2 separate regions of the Zea mays genome follow, and region 2 is linked to region 1. Evidence: chromatin contacts called from public Hi-C data. All regions are on one chromosome and are shown on one strand. The core of a region is the stretch at or near the end of the contact, and the rest is flanking DNA. Distances in the headings are between cores, read along the strand shown.

Evidence for each region. Hi-C and Micro-C count contacts between places; a contact is called where the count stands out from the background.
Region 2: a contact with region 1 is called in a Hi-C map of ear, with 2.4 times the contacts expected there. The contact joins the enhancer-like site here to the promoter of LOC100272270 in region 1. A contact is called at or near these places in 2 of 25 Hi-C or Micro-C datasets (ear and endosperm).

The regions. Positions count from the first base shown.
Region 1 is chr7:69,473,207-69,480,165 of Zm-B73-REFERENCE-NAM-5.0, forward strand. LOC100272270 reads right to left here and starts at 4,425. Exons shown (of 2, transcript NM_001146758.1): 1 at 4,055-4,425; 2 at 2,713-3,239. The coding sequence starts at 4,174. The coding sequence ends at 2,928.
Region 2 is chr7:69,688,701-69,695,112 of Zm-B73-REFERENCE-NAM-5.0, forward strand. No RefSeq gene overlaps it. Among protein-coding and RNA genes, the nearest start is that of LOC118472930, 23 kb to the right of the region's middle. Within about 2 kb of position 1,256, at least 19 of the 20 cell types and tissues checked have an H3K27ac peak or open chromatin away from gene starts, as enhancers often do. A contact at or near this core is called in ear, where this site is marked.

The DNA.
Region 1 (6,959 bases), core at 3,175-5,674:
TATTGCTAAAATTGCTTTGAAGAGAGGAGTATAGCTTACCACCAGTGAGAGGATGTCGAAGATATTAAAGTAAGTACAGAAAGTGTCCCTTGTTAGATTTTGTACAGTTTGGGTAGCATATGTAAAAATTTATATCCTAGTTAGAAGTGTTAATTGATCACTAGCAACAACACATTACAGATTTGGAGTCCTTCTATGGCTTCTTTTGCGACTGTCATATTCATCCATTTTATTCAACTTGAAGTTTGTATTTTACTTCTTAGTTTTACTAAATGAGAATTAATGCATATGTACGCATTTGGGCTCTTGATCAATAAAATATTCTCGCTGATTTTGCATGAAAAAATCATAGTTTCTATGAAATATTAAAGCGATGACAAATTGTGTCATGTGGAACGTTGATTATGAACCAAAACATTAATGCTTACATTTGGCTCCCTGTTATAGAAAACAATCTGATATTCCTGGTTTTCTCTTCACTTATCCATTTGCTCAAGTTTTGAGGTAGGTCGTGTAGTGAACTAATGATTCATAGCTAATGTTATTTTTCAATCCACCAGAAATTAATAGGCGTTGTGATGCTTTCAAGAAACAATGAGTTTATAGTCTTCTACAAAGGGGAAGGATTTCTTGTCCTCATAACTTGCAAAGGCGCTACTAGAGAGGGAAAGGTTAGCAAAGTCACTTCATGATGAAGAGGAAGCACGACGAAAATCAACGTATTATTTTTGAAGTGCTGAGACATATGTGCAATCTACTGTAGCTGGTACTATAGGAGAGACTCTGGACGCTAACTCTAAATATGGAAGTAAAGTTGATGAAAATCATGCGAAAGAATGGTAAGAGCTGTTGAAGCTGCAAGACATGTTGAAGATGCAATTCATTTTATTATTTGGTAAACGTACATGTCTCATGTTCTAACGCTCACCTTCAAATAACCCACGTTTACAATTTTTTGCCCTCATATCGACGATTTACGCTAAAATTCATACTCATTTACGCTGTTTTGATTCACATTTTTTGTTAAAATCTGCTCGAGCTAGAACCTGCACACGATCGGACGCGCGCGATTTTCACGTCGTAATTTTTGGTCCCATTCGCTGTAACGAAACAGATCTATGATTTACGCTAAAAGTTATACTCATTTATGTTATTTTAGTTCACATTTTACACTAAAATCCACCTGTGCTAGAACCCACACATGATTGGACGTGCGTGATTTACACGTCGTAATTTCTGGCCCAATCGTCGTTACGAAACAAATCTATGATTTACGCTAAAATCCGTACTCATTTACGTTGTTTTGTTTTACGTTTTACGCTAAAATCCACCCGTGCCAGAACCCACGCATGATTGGACGTGCGTGATTTACACGCCGTAATTTCCGGCCCAATCGCTGTTACGAAACAAATCTACAATTTACGCTAAAATTCGTACTCATTTACGCTATTTTGTTTTACGTTTTACGCTGAAATCCACCCATGCCAGAACCCACACATGATTGGACGTGCGTGATTTACACGCCGTAATTTCCGGCCCAATCGCCGTTACGAAACAAATCTACGATTTATGCTAAAATCTGTACTCATTTACGCTGTTTTGGTTTACGTTTTACGTTGAAATCCACATGTGCCATAACCCACGCATGATCGGACGCACGCGATTTTCACGTCGTAATTTCCGGGCTCATTCGCACTTACGAAACAGATCTACGGTTTACGCTAAAATTAGTACCCATTTACGCTGCTTTGGTCCACGTTTTACGCTGGAATACATCTGAGCCAGAACGCGCATCTGATCGCCGCGGGAGTATACCTGGCTGGGGCTTCCTGGTATTAATGGAAACCCTGGGCTTCCATTACCTTGTCCCTATATATATATATATATATATATATATATATATATATATATATATATATATATATATATATATATATATATATATATATATATATATAAGGGGAGCGCTATGTTCCTCTATGCTTGAATTATGTCATTTATTTGCCATATTAATCATATTTAAGTCACATAACATGTTAATTATGTACTCTCTCTGTTCTCGAATATTTGTCGCCCGCTAATTTATTTTTGAACTAAAACGCGATAAATAAAAAAATGGAGGAAGTGTATTATGGTAGTAGTATGATTTTTTAATAAAAATAAATAAATAAATATTAATAAGTGAGTTATAGTGTATAGGGAGAATGGTTGGAAACGTCATGTACGTATAGAAAGAATTTTGTAAAGGTAAGTAATAAAAACTATACTACACTATTAAGAACCTAATGTGGATATTTGATGCTACTACGACTTTATCCTCCGCGCTGACATTTTGGGCCCACCCCACACGTCTCGACTGGTTCTCTCTCCCAAGGCGCCCCGCCTCGGTGGCGTGCCCTATGGGCCCCATGCCTAGCACTCGTGCAGTGCTCTCTCAGCTACTGCTCGTGCATCCAGCTACTGCAAAAATAGTGAAGAGCGAGCATTTGAACCCACGCCACCAGACCACACATACATTAGTGTTTATAAATAAAAGAATAATTACATTTAAATAAATATCTTAATATATATTTATATGATATATAAAAATTGTAGCAAAGTATGAATAACTGGTTAGTGTATATAGATAAGAGCAGATGTATAGAGTTTAAGGCTATCCACAATCGATCGTGTAAAATATTAAATTTACACCGTAGATTACGTAAACAAAGTAATGTCTAAAACATGCGTTGTTATAGGATAGCCGCTGCTAATAGGTGACACGTCGGGCACTGGATGACCGACATGATGCATCTCAAATTCTCATACAACACCTTCTACATTGTAATTGATAATAAAAATATACGATTTAAAAAAAATCCTCATAAATCAGCCCACATCAGGTCATATTACATATTTGCAGTGCTGCAAGCAAAATGCATCGCTAGCTAGTGATCCGCTTGCTTTCCAGTGTTGGCGCTGTCAGGTTCAATCCACTTTATAGTGACGAACAGCTCGCCGGACTCGACCTCACGCAGCCGCAGCCTAGCATCTATCGCGACCTCCCCGTTGGCGTACGTCACGAAGCTATCTGAGAGCAGACAGTTGTCGGCGTCCGGGTTCACTTTCCGCAGGTTGGTCTCGCCAGCTGTGAGCCGCAGCGCCCTCCGCAGCTTGGTTGCCGCCGCCACAGGCTGCAGGTCCAGGAAAGCCTGGCCCATCTTGTCGTCGTACTTGAACCGGTCCCAGTCGAACACCTCCTGCCAAAGGTGATGGTCGTTCTGTTCAGGAAACAGATCCGTGGGCTTAATATTGTTAAGTAATAGAAGTGTCATACTATTATTTTTTCACTTTAACTGCAAACATTTCCTTCGATCGCTGTGAGAACAATTGCTATCACAATATTGAGCCCACTGATCGGTGTCCATGTTGGTCACGTAAGCAAACACATAACATAGGCAGTGTATTAATTTGGCAAGTTTAGAGATCTAGATTTCAGTCCATGGACAGTTAATGTATTGAATTCAGAGAGACCGAAAACTGAGAAAAAGGAACAAGAAAATTCACCACAGATTTCAGATTGTCAATGCTAGTGTATTGATCCATATTCATGGACAGTTAGTGTACTGATCCAAACAGGTCCTGAATCCTGCTTTTTTGACGAGAGTAGAATTCGTCGGCATAGAAACTTACAAATTTGATTATTCCTACTGGTTCTTTCATGGAGAATGTCATCTCTTCATTCCAAACTGGATTGAGGCAACTGTTGATAACTTTTGTTTTTGTGGTCTGCATGGTACAAGAAAAGAAAGGAGCGAAGGAAGAGACAGACAGGTGTTATATATTATACTACTCCTAGAAGAAATGACAATTAAGACACTTAATTTGGTACAATTTATTTAAGTATGAATAACCACCTGGACCAGTAGATCAAGCTGACTTTCCAAAATCAGCACCCCAAGACAGACATTAACATTATTGCTGTGTCAGCATAATTGATACTAGTTTCTTTGCTAGCGATTCAGGCGCAGGCAGCATAAATCCTTCATTTCGCTCTTCTTTTAATTGAACTCACCTTGTCGGCAACGTGGACGATGACGTAGGGGTCGCTGGACGTGAAATCCCGGACGGCTAGGTTCCGGCCGTGCGTCACAACCACCTTGAGCAAGCCGCAGCCCCTCCCCGCTTCCTCCATGATAAGGCACCAAGCTGTAGGGAGAACAGAAGCAGAGTAGAATCTCAAAGGGACATCAGATCCACGGCGCCCCGCTCACCCGTTCGCTTGCGGCAGGGGAGACGGTCGGTGGAACCACTCGCCTGTCGACTCCGCCTCGGCTCGCTCTGCTTCTCCTGTTGCTCCGTCAGAGCACGGACTGTATCTGCAGTCTGCACTCTGCAGGCGACTTGGTCTGCTCGCCTGCGCTGCCCGCTGCCGCCGGGTGGAAGAAGAGACTCAAAAAGGTCAGGAGGAAGTGGAGAGAACGCGTGGGGCCCGGCAAGTATCGCTAGCTGGCCGTGGGCCCTGCGTCCACAACGACGCGGTCCGGGCTCGGGTCGGACCTGATGCGGTTGGCTCGAATCTGATCGCGTGGTGCGAGTTTCTCATGGGTCGTCTTCTTTTACTCGTCCAGCAGTAGCAGCGCACACGGCACACGGGTCAGGTCCAGCGGTCAAACCTCTCGTGGCAACAGGTCAGGCGGTCATATTCAGCGGCAGGAACAGCGGCAGAACAGGGACAACTGCTAAATTGCATGACATAGGTACCGTATTAGTACTAGAACTAAAGTTTAGTACAGAGACTAAATTTTAGTCCCGATCATATTTAGTTACAGAGACTAAATAGATTCTCAGCATATTATATGCAATATAATAAGACTAAAATAACTTTTGCCTTGTTTGTTGTAGACCGTGGAAAAAGTGAGGATAACAAGTGGAAAAATTGCTCTTTAGTCCCTTTTAACACATCTTTCCCGTTTGGTAAAAAGAGACTAAATACGATTAAAAACCAAGGACTAACCTTTAGTTACTCTAACCAAACGAGGCCATAATATATTTACTAGTTAGGTGTTGTGCGATTGCTGCTATTTTTATATATATTATATAGGTTGATCTTTTTAAATAAGATACTTGTTCGAACCCATTTCAAACTTGTACAATGGTTTATGCTCCGTTTAAATTGGACGTTGTACACGATTTCAACGTGTCTATCATGTAACTTGCATAAATGTATTTCATATGTCGAATGAGAAACAACAAATTTAATCCACATCGTCTTCAATGTGGTGGCTTGGGCAGCACCAATACCTAGCCGCCGCCTCTTGCTCCTCTCCTCTCCTCTCCACCTTGCCGCCACCAGAGTAATCAGCCGATAGTCCCGAGCGGCTTGCGAGGATAGTGACAACGCTGTCCTCCAAGTGTGGTCTAACAATTTAGCCCAACCTATGCATAGTCCGATCTGTTGTCCATCGGACCTATGTAGGTCCATCTGTTGGGACCATGCTTCGTCGCCGAAGGTCCTGCAAAAAGAAACAGCTTCACCTGAAGCTGCTTGAACATGATGCCGAAGACACCGTTCACAAAGCTTCGGAACTACAGCATATCCGAAGACGAAGGGTCGAACCGACTTAAAGATAAAATGACCTTTTAGCCTTCAAAGGTCTGAGTCATTGTTGTAAACTTTTATGAGGGGCATAATTGTAATTCCTCATGAGCTGTGTCCTGTGCCTATAAATAGTGAACAGTATTCCTTTACTATTCACACATTCCTGTAATTGCTAACGCATCACTCGGGAATTATTGTTTGTCAAGGCAAAGGTATAAATGTATTTAAACGTTGTATTCAAATATCTTAAATTCATATAATAAGATATGTGAATGAGGTCATTTGTTTTCAAGATATTTACCTTTAATGTTTCGTGTTTTAACTTTACTTTGTATTATCTTTATATGTTTAATTACGAAGGTAAAACATTCGTAATATTATGTTCGTGACCTTCGTCCGAAGTTCATTAAATCCTTGTGGAGATAATGTTTGGCGGACGAAGGGCATTGATATTTAACATTTTATGTTGCCTTGTTCTTAATTCATAGCATCTGAGAACAAGTCCCCAACATTGGTGCCCACCTCCGGTGAAGTCACTTCCACTTTTTTGAGCTGATGGCTTCGTTCAACATTCAAGTTGGAGCTGCTTCGGCTCCGAAGCTGGTACTCCCGATAACAGGCGGTTCATGCTCAGAGCCAGCCAACAAGAAACAGAAGAAGGAGGCAGAGAGAAGGGTACATCATGTCGGGGTGCAGGGACCCTTCATCAAGTCAAGATGGTCTCACATTCCAATTACCCTCTCCCAAAAGGATCTTCAACTCAAGGATTACCCACACAACGATGCTGTGGTTATCTCTTGTGTGATCAAAGGATTCCTGGTCCATAATGTTTTGGTTGATACAGGCAGCGCAGCTGATATTATATTTGCTAAGGCCTTCAGACAAATGCAAGAGCCCGAAGACAAAATTCATGATGCCACGCATCCCCTTTGTGGCTTCAGAGGAAGGCAGATTGTAGCACTCGGCAAAATCACAATGCCAGTGACCTTCGGATTTATCAACAACACAAGGACTGAACAAGTTGTGTTTGATATTGTTGACATGGAATACCCTTACAATGCAATCATTGGTCGAGGCACTCTCAATGCCTTCGAAGCAATTCTTCATCCAGCTTATCTTTGCATGAAGATACCTTCGGACCAAGGGCCCATTGCTATTCATGGAAGTCAGGAAGCTGCCAGAAGGGCCGAAGGAAATTGGACAGACTCAAAAGCAATCCATAATATAGATGGAGCTGAAGCTTGTGAACAATACAAGTTCAGAAGGGAAAAAGCTGCTTCGGCTGATCAGCCGAAGCCCATGCTCTTATGTGAGGACATAGCAGAGCAGAAGGTGCTATTGGGATCTCAACTGTCCGAAGAACAGGAGAAAACCTTGA
Region 2 (6,412 bases), core at 6-2,505, 210 kb after region 1:
TATGTTTCACATGAATAGCAAACATTAGATTTTAAATATGATGTAATTGAATTTTTAACTATTTGAAGGTGTGAATCATTTTCTTACTCTTCATAATTATGAGCATTTGTTTATGTAAGTAAGGAAATAAATAATAAAGAATAAAAACTTAAATTTTGCATTCATGTTGGATTGTGTGTTGTGCATTTTAAATTAGTTAGAAAAATTCAAATAAACTTGAAATGGATTTGGAAAATAGAAAACAGAAAAAAAGAGAAAAAGAAAAAAAACCTGTGTTGGGCCCAATCTCCAGCCGGCCCAACTCCCTTCCCACTTCTCTCCTCCTCGGCAGCCCACTGCGCCCTAGCCAATGACCAGTGGGGCCCACTCCTCGGTCCCTACAGTGGCTTCGCGCGCACTTCTAGGGTCCCTGGCAGGTGGGTCGCCGAGACAGTCTTTGCGCATGGGCCCGGGCTGCCAGCCTCACTCCAATTCTCCCCCAACAAGCTCTCGCTGACTGGTAGCCCCCCTGTCAGACTCATCTTCTAGTTCTGGTCGGTCAAGGCCAACGCATGGAGTTTACGAATCGGGCATCAGCCATTTGAACCCGCTCGCGTCAAGGGGCTCTGCATCCCTGCCCATGAGGCCGCCTCAGCTGGACTTGTTCCCCAGGTTTGATTTGTAACGAGTCAACGAAATCACCGTATCTGAGTTCGGTTGTGTGTCACGGGATCTCCGGTCGGGTTGCGCCATGGTCCAATAGATTGGGCCCAATCTCCTTCCATCACGGGTATATATATTCTGGACCAGACCTTTCTTTGTCATCGGTTTGTTCATAGCCATGTGGCCATCGCCGTCGCGGGGGCAGGATAGGGGAGAGTGGGATTATGCCGCCAGACTTAATCTCCATGGGCGGGCGCCGGTTCGGCCTCGGCGACCGATCCAGAGGGAAGAGGAGGGCGTAGGGTAGACGTACGGTGGAAGCTTTGGACTCGGGATCATGCGAACCAATGTGAATTCGGCGCCGACAAGAAAGTACCGCCAGGGTTCCACCTCACATCGTGGTCGGCATCGATATCGCTTCTATAACCGGTAAGGTAGCCCTCATCTAGTTCACCTTGGAAACGTCTGCGTATAGCATACCTCAGATCGGAGCTTGGGTCTGGGAATCGATGAGTGGCATAGTTCAACCATGGCGCCGCCACGGTTGGAGTTCCTCCGCCGTTGTCCGTGTCTAGAGGATGAAGGAAGCCTCCTGGCCATCCGATCGTCTGTGGACGGCTTGGATTACACGAACGCTTACCCCTTCGCGACATAAAATCCAAACCGTTATATATCAATCCGGTGGCCTCTGTTTGGTGGTAGTACCTTCTAATCATGACCGTCGCTTTGAGATCTAGCCACCAAGATAAAAGCAAACCCCTTCACTCGAATCCTTTACATAAGAACCCATGTAGTTATGCAGAAATAACCCGTCGTCCATTACAAGGTTAAAACCATTACCGTATGGTCCCGGAATTTTGCGCAGAGCCCCTGGGCTTTGTTAAAATAGTCTCCATAGTCTAGAGCAGTGTTTACAAGTCGTCCGACTAATCGCGATTAATAGCGATTAGTCGGGCTGGTCGCCTGGAAGTGGGCGATTAGGTGGATGACACGATTAGGATTTCAAGTCGTCATAGTCGTCCGACTAATCGTTGACCTAGGCAATTAGTCGTCCAGTCGAACGCTTGCTGGTCGTCTTTGTCCTCGCAATTTTGGTACTGGCTTCACTCTAGTTTTTGGCCCATCTACTGTAGCCCGCCCCTCCAACACTAAATCAGGCGCCAGAAACCCTCCCAGCCACCACAAACCCGCCAGAAATCCTCCTAGCCGCCAGAAACCCTCCCAGCCGCCAGTAAACCCTAATTATCTCCTTTGTCCTCTCTGGTTTCTGCCGACGTCTCTACTCCAAGTGCTCCAGCTGTAACGCCCTGAATTTGGGGATATAATTTTTTCTTCTTTAATACTCACCAAATTCAGGCGTTACTCTCTTTTCTCTTCCCGTTTCACTCCTTCCCAGTTTCAAAGCAGTATAGCGACTGGTGTCCGTATTGCGTGTAAACAAAAACCTAAGTTGTCATGGGTGTTGCATCATGCCGAAGCATATTTCTTTTGTCTGATGTTGTGTTTAATCGCGTGTTCGCCTTGTCTCGTTTCGGATTTCGATTCGCGATTGGATTCCGATCAGTGGTTGTGCGTGTCGTGGGATTTTGACCCACGACGCGACCCAGCCTGACCTAGCCTGGCCTGACCCTGGCCGCGTGCCCCTGCCTCTCCCCATGCATGCCAGCCTCTCTATCCCTTTCTCTCATTCAATTTTCCCGCACAGCAACTCCCTATCTTCCACTTCTCTCTCTTCCTCATTGTGCCCTTGGTGATTTGGTGACGGTTATCACCGGATTTGGTTCCCCGAGGTGAGCTCTCCCTCCCTCCCTCTCTCTCTCCCTATCCTCTTCCCTCCCTATGTGCCCCCTTTCTTCCTCGCGCGCGTGCCCCGGCGGCTCGCCCTCCCCCGTGGTTGCGCCCCCTCGGCGGCTCGCCCTCCCCGGCGGTCGTGCCCTTCCCCCGCGGCTGTGCCCTCCCCGGCGGCCATGCCCTCCCCCGGCGGGCTCGCCCCCCCCCTCGCGGTCGTGCCCTCCCCGGCAGCGCCCCCGCACCCTTCCCCGCGCCCTTCCCCGGCAGCCCCTGCGCGTGCCCCCGGCGTGGCTCTCGTACCCCGACGGCCCTCGTGTGCCCCCGGCACGCGCAGTGCGTTCCCGCGCGTGACCATCGCGTGCGCGACGATTAAATTTTGGTTTAATTAATTTTAAATTTGGTTTAGTTGACGTGCTGCGTCGCGCGTTTCGTCACGTGACAGTTTATTTTAAATTCACATTTATTAATGAGCTGCGTCGCGCGCTTCGTCGCGCGACGATTCATCTTAATTCAGTTTATTCAAATGTGTGGCATCGCGCGTCCAGTCGCGCGACGTTTCGTTTTAAATTCAATTTAGATGACGTGTGCCGTCGTGCGCTTCGTCACGCGACGCCTGACGTTATTTTCATAATAATTCAAGTACCTCATGGCACGCTCCGTCGCGCGACGAGTCATTTCATTCTCAATTCAGTCTAGGTGTTGTGTCGCGCGTTTCACCGCACGACAATCCTTTTAAATTTTCTTTGGTCTGTTTATAATGAATTAAACACGGAACATGACTTTATCCTATGGATAGCGTGATGGCCAAATTAATGCTATTCTGTTTAGATGAGTACTCTGATTTATAATCGTGTAACGTGATCGCTCTTTGACCGTAGCCTCGACCGTTACTCTCTCTTTCTCGCTTAGTCGTAGGTGTGAGCCCTGTACAAAGCGTCTGTTTATTTATAATATTTTATTGCATGGTGTAATGTTCTTTTGTATTAGATTTGTGGAATGTATGTTTGAACTCGTATAGATAACAGTCAGTTGGTAACTTGGTGGAGTCCGAAGGAGTTGCAGGTGAAGACCCTGAGCATCAGCTGGTTGGTGAAGGCAAGTGTCCCTTGAACCATCTATGTCCTACTCATTTTATAATTCACTCCCTACATTTACACAGTTTATACCTAAGGATTGACTAGCTTTTGTTTATCTTGTTCTTGTTTACCTATTTTGGTTGGGTTATTTTGGTTTAGCTTTATGCTAGTGCTTCACATTAATCAATGAACATGATGAGATTATCTATGATATGTTGTTTTCCCTTTTGATTATAATGATGATACTGTGACATTGAAGGGGACTCGAGCTGTTTCTCAAGTGCCTCTCCGTAAGGACTGGTTCGTTGGATGACCGCCCGGGAAAACAATGCAACCATGAGGGTGGAATGGGACGCCCTTAGTTGAATCATTAGAGGAACTGGGGTGTAGTTCGCTTCGCCGTCGTGCCGTTAATGGGGCTCGGTGTATGCGGCTCGCTCTGCCAAGGTTGGTTTGCCCCTTGGGGAGGAGTGCGGTACATTTAGGAAACCTAACGGGCGGCTACAGCCTTAAGGAATCTTTGTAAAGGCTACATAGTGAAACCTTGCCTATGCATCTTGGTAGTGTTTAAGGGTTTGATCGGCCCGAGGCAAGAGGGAAACACAGCTTGTGGGTAAAGTGCGCAACCTCTGTAGAGTGTTATGAAACTGATATATCAGCCGTGCTCACGGTTATGAGCGGCCAAGGGAGCTCCATTGATTAGAGATACATTGATTAGAGATACTTTAATTAGAGATACTTTGATCAGAGATGGTTGGTTTACAGGTGGTGACCAGATTATGATGGTTATGATTATGACTATGGTAATGGTAAGTGGTATTCTTTCCATTTGGAAAGGGTACTTATGGGTTAACAACTTGGGTTACTGTTAAAACTTGGCTCTCTACTTGTAATAATTACCTGACCAACTAAAAGCAACTGCTTGACCTTAACCCCACATAAAGCTAGTCCACTACAGCCAAACAGGACAATTGCTGAGTATGTTGATCTGTACTCACCCTTGCTTTACACACCAAACCCCCCAGGTTGTCCATGTTGCAATCACTGCTCAGGAGAAGATTAAGTCGTGAAGGAGGACTTCTAGGAGTTCCAAGAGTACGATGAGTTCTAGGCGTGGGTTAGCGGCAAACCCCCAGTCGGCTGCCTGTGAAGGCCATGTGTATCTACCTTTATTTTCTGCACTTTGATAAATGATAATGACTATGTGGATGTCTCGGACATCATGATGTCATCAACTATTACTATCTTTCATGTTATCATTTGAGCACTGTGTGATGATGTCCAATTATGTAACTGTTGTGTACGTGAATTGCTGATCCTGGCACGTAAATGGTTCGCATTCGGTTTGCCTTCTAAAACTGGGTGTGACATAGGTGGTATCAAAGCCATGCTGACTGTAGGACCGCTAACCTAGAGTAGAATGTAACACCCCTAGTGTTACTGCCACTAAAACCTTAGCATAACATCATGAGCATTAGCATATCATGTAATTGTTACACTTAGAGTGCATTCACTAGGCAAAAATATCAAACAAGTTGTATTGATGTGACTTGTTATGTGTGGAACCCTAAGGTAGGGTACTTAGCCCTAAACCAGGCCTAGGAGTGATGATCAAGCCCCAATCATGAGAAAACTTCAAAACTCATTAAAAATGGTCATTAGATATCACTGAAAGGGAATTAGGCTTACACCTATTTCCTAAATGATTTTGGTGGTTAAATTGCCCAACACAAATAATTAGACTAACTAGTTTGCTCTAGTGTACAAGTTATACAGGTGCCAAAGGCTCACACTTAGCCAATAAAAAGTCCAAGTATTGGGTTCAACAAAAGAGCAAAGGGATAACCGAAGGCACCCTCTGGTCTGGCGCACCGGACTGTCCGGTGTGCCACCGGACAGTGTCCGGTGCACCAGGGGACTTCACGCTGAACTCCTCACCTTCGGGAAAATCCAGAGGCGCTCCGCTATAATTCACCGGACTGTTCGGTGTACACCGGACAGTGTCCGGTGCTCCAAGAAAGAGCGGCTCTGGAACTCGCCAGCCTCGGGAATTTGCTCCGCTATAATTCACCGGACATGTCCGGTGTCCGGTGTACACCGGACTGTCAGGTGAGCCAGCGGAGCAACGGCTACTTCGCGCCAACGGTCACCTGCAGGCGCATTTAATGCGCGCTAGAAGCGCGCAGAAGTCAGGCACGCGAGAGATGGTGCACCGGACAATCTACAGTTCTTGTCCGGTGTACACCGGACAGCCAGGCGGGCCCAGAAGTCAGAAGCTCCAACGGTCGAATCCCAATGGCCTGGTGACGTGGCTGGCGCACCGGACATGTCCGGTGTGCACCGGACTGTCCGGTGCACCATACGACAGTCAGCCACCACCAAACGGCTAGTTTGGTGGTTGGGGCTATAAATACCCCAACCACCCCACATTCAAGTCATCCAAGTTTTCCTACTTCAACCACTTACAAGAGCTCTAGCATTCAATTCTAGACACACCCAAGTGATCAAATCCTCTCCAAACTCCACACAACGCCCTAGTGATTAGTGAGAGAGATTTGCTTGTGTTCCTTCGAGCTCTTGCGCTTGGATTGCTTTCTTCTTTCTTTGATTCTTTATTGCGATCAAACTCACTTGTAATTGTGACAAGAGACACCAATCTTGTGGTGGTCCTTGTGGGAACTGTGTGTTCCAAGTGATTGAGAAGAAAAGCTCACTCGGTCCGAGGGACCGTTTGAGAGAGGGAAAGGGTTGATAGAGACCCGGTCTTTGTGACCACCTCAACGGGGAGTAGGTTTGCGAGAACCGAACCTCGGTAAAACAAATCCACGTGTCACACTCCTTATTCGCTTGCGATTTGTTTTGCACCCTCTCTCGCGGACTCGATTATATTTCTAACGCTAACC